2 separate regions of the Gossypium hirsutum genome follow, and region 2 is linked to region 1. Evidence: chromatin contacts called from public Hi-C data. All regions are on one chromosome and are shown on one strand. The core of a region is the stretch at or near the end of the contact, and the rest is flanking DNA. Distances in the headings are between cores, read along the strand shown.

Region 1 (3,021 bases), core at 210-2,709:
ATCAACTAATGGAATAGGTTATTTATAAAGTTTAAGGTTAATGTTTTGTGAAAGGGTCTTGACACTCATTGATATCGAGATTCATTTAAATTTTAAATAGTAAAAGTTTGAAATTTTTAAGGTTTAGGATTAGAGTTTTAATATGGTATTGAAATGGACATCAACGATTATAGGTGTCAATGTTTGTTTATATTTAAAAAATGTTTAGACTTAGGATTCTGTTGGAAAATTTAAATGATCTTTGGAGCCTGTTGAACTCTTATTAAAATTTTAAAAAATCATTTAGATTTAGGGGTCCATTAGAGTATTTAATTGGGTGTTGAGGTATTTTTAAATGTTGAGATTTTATCTCTTAACACCCGCCATAATTCCAAAGGCGAAAAAATCTTGATTATTTAAGGAATACCTTAACACTAATGAGTATTGAGATAGTTTTAAAAATCATGTTTTAAGAAACAATCTCAAAACAATAATATTTATGAAATAAATAAAATTATTTATATTTGTTATAACAACCAAGTTTTTAGTAAAATAATTTTTTTTTATATTTTATTTTAACTCTCTATAGCAAATTTCCACTTATAAAAACAACAACCAAAGCTACAAAGTTATGAAGTACATTCTTTTTTAATCTAGTTCTCTATAACAACATACTATTTAAAAAGTAAAATTACAGCTATTTCATTTAAGCAAACTTATTAATTACAATTTATTAGATAAAAATAATCTTAACTAAAATATTATTTCAATAAAATATTTAAATTTCACATGAAAAAAATCTATTAATTATATTTTATTAAATGAAATAATCTTCAACTAATAGAATTAAAGATATCAATCCAATAAACTATTAAGTTCCATAATTAAATATTTTAATATGAATTTGGAACATCATAATCTTATAAATTGATTACTTGAATTTAATAGTTGATTAATTTAATTTGATAACTCATACTGATTAATTGAACTTGTTAGATTTATAAAGTTCATAATTAATCATGTGAAAAAATATAAAGTAAAAAATACATAAAAGTAATAATGCATGCACTTGTTATAGGTATTTTAATTTTGTTTATTTTATGGTAAGTTTATAATAATTATTTATCTATAATAGTATGTTGTTTTAGGTGCATAACAATCATCTCTTTATAACAGATAAAATCTTGACAAACGAATGAGATTATTATAAAGATAAATTTATATTTATTTTAAAATAAATTTAATAAATTATTTCTTAAAACTAAAACGATCCTAGTAACGATTAACCTTTATTTTATTCAATAAATATATTTAATTATGGAAATTGACTTTATATAATTTATTTTATTCATCATCTTGAAAATAAAAAAAAATATAATAAAAATAGACAGTTAAATTATATGAATATAAATATCTTCCAAGGATTCTCATATTTCAAGTATAAATATCTTGGATCTTGGTCATATTTTAATTTAATTACAGAAAATACGTGACTAGGAATTTACAAATAGACAATTGGGTTGAGCATCCCACGTGGCGCAAACCCAGCAATTGAGACCAGAAATCCCAATCCATGATTCAGTGAACTGTGAGAGATCAGTATAGTAGGCTTCATTTCTTTGTTCTCTCTGCCTATACAAGCACAAGATCTCAATCCCAAGACGTACAAAGGAGAAAAAAAGGGAAAAGAAGCAATGGATTCTATTTCTCTACGTTCACTCCATTTTCAAATCCCAGCTCGGAAGCAACTCAAATTCCTCCCCGACGCTACTATTTTCAGCCTCAGGATTTCTTTTCCTTTCCCGTTTCCGCCGGGAATCAACCGCCACCGTAAACACTCTCATTCTCTTGTTTTCGCCGTTTCCTCTACTCCCACTAGGTACCCTTTTCGCCTTTCTCCTTTCTTCTTCTTTTTACAACATTCGTTGTCTAGGCTTCTTCTCCTTCTTATCATTGTTGATATTTAATTATACTTAACTTTTGCTGATGAGAAATGTCTGCAAATGGAAAGGTTATTTGAGTTTTACTTTTATTATGATTGAAAAATCTAATGACATAGTTTTTTCCTGATTGATTGTATGAAATGGTATCGAATCCTCTTGAGGATGGAGATTGCTAAAATGGGTTTCTTTTTTTGGAGCAGAGAAGAAGAAAAGAAGAAGAAGATGACGAAAGTGAAACCAATGTCTGGAAGTGGCAAAGTAGGGCTTAATGTCTGTTTAGACCACCAAGTTCAATTTGGTGAGCATGTAGTGATCTTGGGGTCCACAAAAGAATTGGGATCCTGGAAGAAGCAGGTGCCTATGAACTGGAGTGAGGATGGATGGATATGTGACTTGGAGTTGAAAGGGGGCGAGTCTGTTGAGTTCAAATTTGTGGTTGTTAGTAAGGACAAGAGTGTAGCATGGGAAGGTGGAAATAACCGTGTTCTGAAACTGCCTCAGGGAGGAAATTTTGGGATGATATGTCACTGGAATTCCACAGAGGAGACGTTGGAATTATTGCCTTTAAGTTCGGAAGAATATGTTGACAGTGTGGATGATGCTGGTCATAGTGAATCGACATCTACTACTGATGCCTTGGAGGTCGAGGCAAGTCCTTTTGTTGGACAATGGCAAGGGAGGCCTGCTTCCTTCATGCGGTCAAATGAACATCACAACAGAGAATTGGAGACGAGATGGGATACGACTGGTCTTGAAGGGTTGGCTTTGAAATTAGTTGAAGGTGATAAAAGTGCAAGGAATTGGTGGAGAAAGGTACACATAGTCATTTTGTTGATTGCAAAATTCATATTCATAGAAAAATTCTAGAAATGTCATAATCAATATATATACATGCACTTGAATTTGAAATTTACTAAACATACAGTATAATTTTATGATGTTTAGCATTATGGACATGTGTAGCTTGATAGTGTTAATGCATTTATTTGAATACAATTTCATTGAACCTTATATTAGCTGAAACCCTTTTTCATGAGCTCTTTCTATGAAGTTCCATTCAATCTATCTAGCTCACATGCTGGCACTTCATAGTACATGC
Region 2 (3,021 bases), core at 288-2,787, 290 kb before region 1:
ACTTTCTAACCAACAAACCTGAAAATGGAGGATTGTCGGCTTAACTAATCTAGTGTTGTGGAAGAACTCATAGTAGTTCCCACCTTTTTCCATCTGTTTGCATTCCTATAAAAAAATTACCAATTAAATACAACTCAAATGATAGTCTCTTTAGGACAAACTATCTTGTTTAGAGATCGTAGAAGAAACAAACCTTGTCAACAGCATCACCAGAGGCCGGGATATTCTCATAATTCTTATACTGTTCAAGCCTTGTCAATCTATAATCTTCCCTGGTTATGTTCAATCTTTCCCATGGAATTCCCTGAATGTCCTTCCCCTTCCGTGCTTGACCAGAAGATGTATCAGTCACCTTGGTCAGCTGCTCAAATGGTCAAATGGTCAAATTATAGCTTGAAAGTGATTAATTTCATCATTAATTCTAAAATAAACTAAAACTAACAAAAATATACAAATAAATACATATAACCAAAATGAAAAACAAACCATGTCATATTCATGGGCATCCATGTCTCCACCAGCTCTACCATAGTCGTCTTCATCCATATCATCAATGATATCTTCAGCCATGTAATAGAAATCCCCCAGTTGCAAACGGGACATGCTATATTTGCATTCAACTGTGAAATTATCAAATTATTGCTGTTATTTTCTTATGTTTTCCTTTCTCAGAAACAAAAATGAATAAAAATCATTGGAAACCTAAAGACAATATACTAATTGGAGAAAAGGGTATTCCTAAAATCATGGAAATAAACTTACAAGCAGACTAGCAAACATTACTTTTCTTTTATCATAGAAGCAAATATTCACAGGATTTACTAAACCTACTTCCAAACAAACCGCCTTAAAAAACCTAAAATATAATAGAAGACCCCAGAGAAACCCTAAAAAGAAATGGAATTTAGAACAAATATTCCCAGAAATCATAAAAGAAACTTACTTCCAAACAAACCAATGAACCACAATAACCCAAAAAAACCCTAAAATATGATTAAATCATATCTAAAATACGATATGAACTGAAAAAAAAAACCCAAAACCATCAAAACCCACCAACAAAATAGGAACATTTCATACAAAAGTTCCGATTTTTCCAGAAAAAAAAAAGAAATAAAAACATGTACGAAGACAAGCCAGAAGAAAATGATCGAACATAAAGATAAAAGGAAATAGATTGCAATAAAATAAAATAAACAAAAAAAAAGGAGAGATGGGATGTTCTTACTAAAAAAGAATGAATGATGTTCTTACATCAAAATTTGGTCTGGGATGGGAAGGTTTTGGCCTTTGGGTGATTTGTTGTTTATTATGTTATTTTACTAATTATTTTATGTATTTTTAAGTAGAAAAAGGAGTAGAGAACATAGAGATAATAATGAAGATAGTTTTGGGGTTCGGCCAAAAATACGTCTTTTAATTCATGCCTATCGCGCGCACCATGTTTTTTGGGCAGTTCTGCTGTGAGCTCTGAAAAAAAAAAAGAAAAAAAAAAAACAACAACAACTAAAACAACACAGCCTTAAGATCAACTTTTAGCCCTTCATCAAGTTACAAGTTAAAAATAAATATACTACCATAAATTTTTTTATTTTCTCCTTGATACTATCTAAGCCTATTCATTATTGGGTTACCTCGCTCAATTCAAAAATCATACAAAAAAAATAAGAAGATTTAGATAAAAATATAAAATCAAAAAATAGATTTAAGTAAAAAATTAAAACTTATTTAGAAAACGGGTCTGGCTTTAGATAAAACTTTTTTGACTCTGCCCAGCTTGAATATCATTTTTTTACTCTTTTTTTGTTATTTTCTTATTTTTTACTATTTTACTACTATTTCACTATTATTTTCTACTATTTTCTTATTTTGTTATTATTGTATAACTATTATTTTATTGTTAATTTTGTTACTATTTTAGAGACATTTACTTGTTAAGTTATACATATCTTATTATTTAAGCATGCATATTTTTTAAAATTTATTTTCAATTTGTTGGGAAATATTTATTTTATTATTTTTAGTATTTTTGATGTATTATATTTTTAAAAAATTATATAAAAATATAAAAAACTTAATATGAGCCGAGTCGGACCTAGATTTTAACATTTTTCTCCAAGTCGAACTTGAATAAAATTTTAAGCCCATTTTTCAAGTCGGACTCAAGCCTAAATTTTAATTGGACCCGAACCCGACTCATGAACACCTCTAATACTATCTTATACTTTTTGGCATTTCTCAACAAACTTTTGGTAATTTCTTATATATTTTAATACTTCCTCATAAAATTTGATATTATTTCATAATTTTTTAAATTAAAAATCGATACTCTCTTATATATTAATCCCATGTTTATCGGTACTCTCTTAGATATTTTTGCAATCCCTCTTTTTTCTATATACCTTCATATTTGTTGGTATGGTTTCAAAATTAAAATTTTGTAAAAGATATAATTCTATGTTAAAATATTGAAATGGATAGATTAAATTAATAATAATTTTTAAAAATTAAAATTAAAATAAATTAACAAAATTTTAATATGAACCGAAAATTAGTATATCTCAAGTTTTGGTATATCCTCATATTTTTTTTTGTATTCCCTCATGTTTTCTAGTTACCCATCAATTTTTTAGTATTTCTTCATGTTTTTATGGTAATCCCTCACAATTTTGGTATTTGCTCATACTTTTTGGTAATCCTCATGTTTTTTGGTATAATCTCAAATTTTTTATATCTTCTCATAGGTACCTCGTTATGTTTTCAAGTAGCCTCTCATATGTTTTGGTATACTCTAATGTTTTTTGGTATACGCTCATGATTTTTGGTTTGTCCTCATATTATTTTAGGGTTTTTTACCTAAATAGCATAAAAAATAATTAATTACAAAAAAACATATAAAAAAAGATTAATTACGAAAATGGGTATTTGCTACAGTATTTCCGGTTGGAATAAACTTTGTTACAAAAATAATTTTTGGTAGAAAAAACTTTTTGGACTAATTGATAAGAGGCCTCTTTAGAT

What was found. A called contact is a pair of places that touch in the nucleus more often than the background predicts.
Region 2: a contact with region 1 is called in a Hi-C map of leaf, with 2.0 times the contacts expected there. The contact joins the promoter of LOC107903786 here to the promoter of LOC107903789 in region 1. A contact is called at or near these places in 5 of 34 Hi-C or Micro-C datasets (callus, fibers, hypocotyl and 1 more).

The regions. Positions count from the first base shown.
Region 1 is chrA10:76,202,989-76,206,009 of Gossypium_hirsutum_v2.1, reverse strand. It overlaps LOC107903789 (phosphoglucan, water dikinase, chloroplastic), which reads left to right and starts at 1,459. Exons shown (of 19, transcript XM_016829956.2): 1 at 1,459-1,858; 2 at 2,123-2,735. The coding sequence starts at 1,674.
Region 2 is chrA10:76,496,860-76,499,880 of Gossypium_hirsutum_v2.1, reverse strand. It overlaps LOC107903786, which reads right to left and starts at 1,537. Exons shown (of 11, transcript XM_041079190.1): 1 at 1,255-1,537; 2 at 487-620; 3 at 194-361; 4 at 19-105. The coding sequence starts at 603.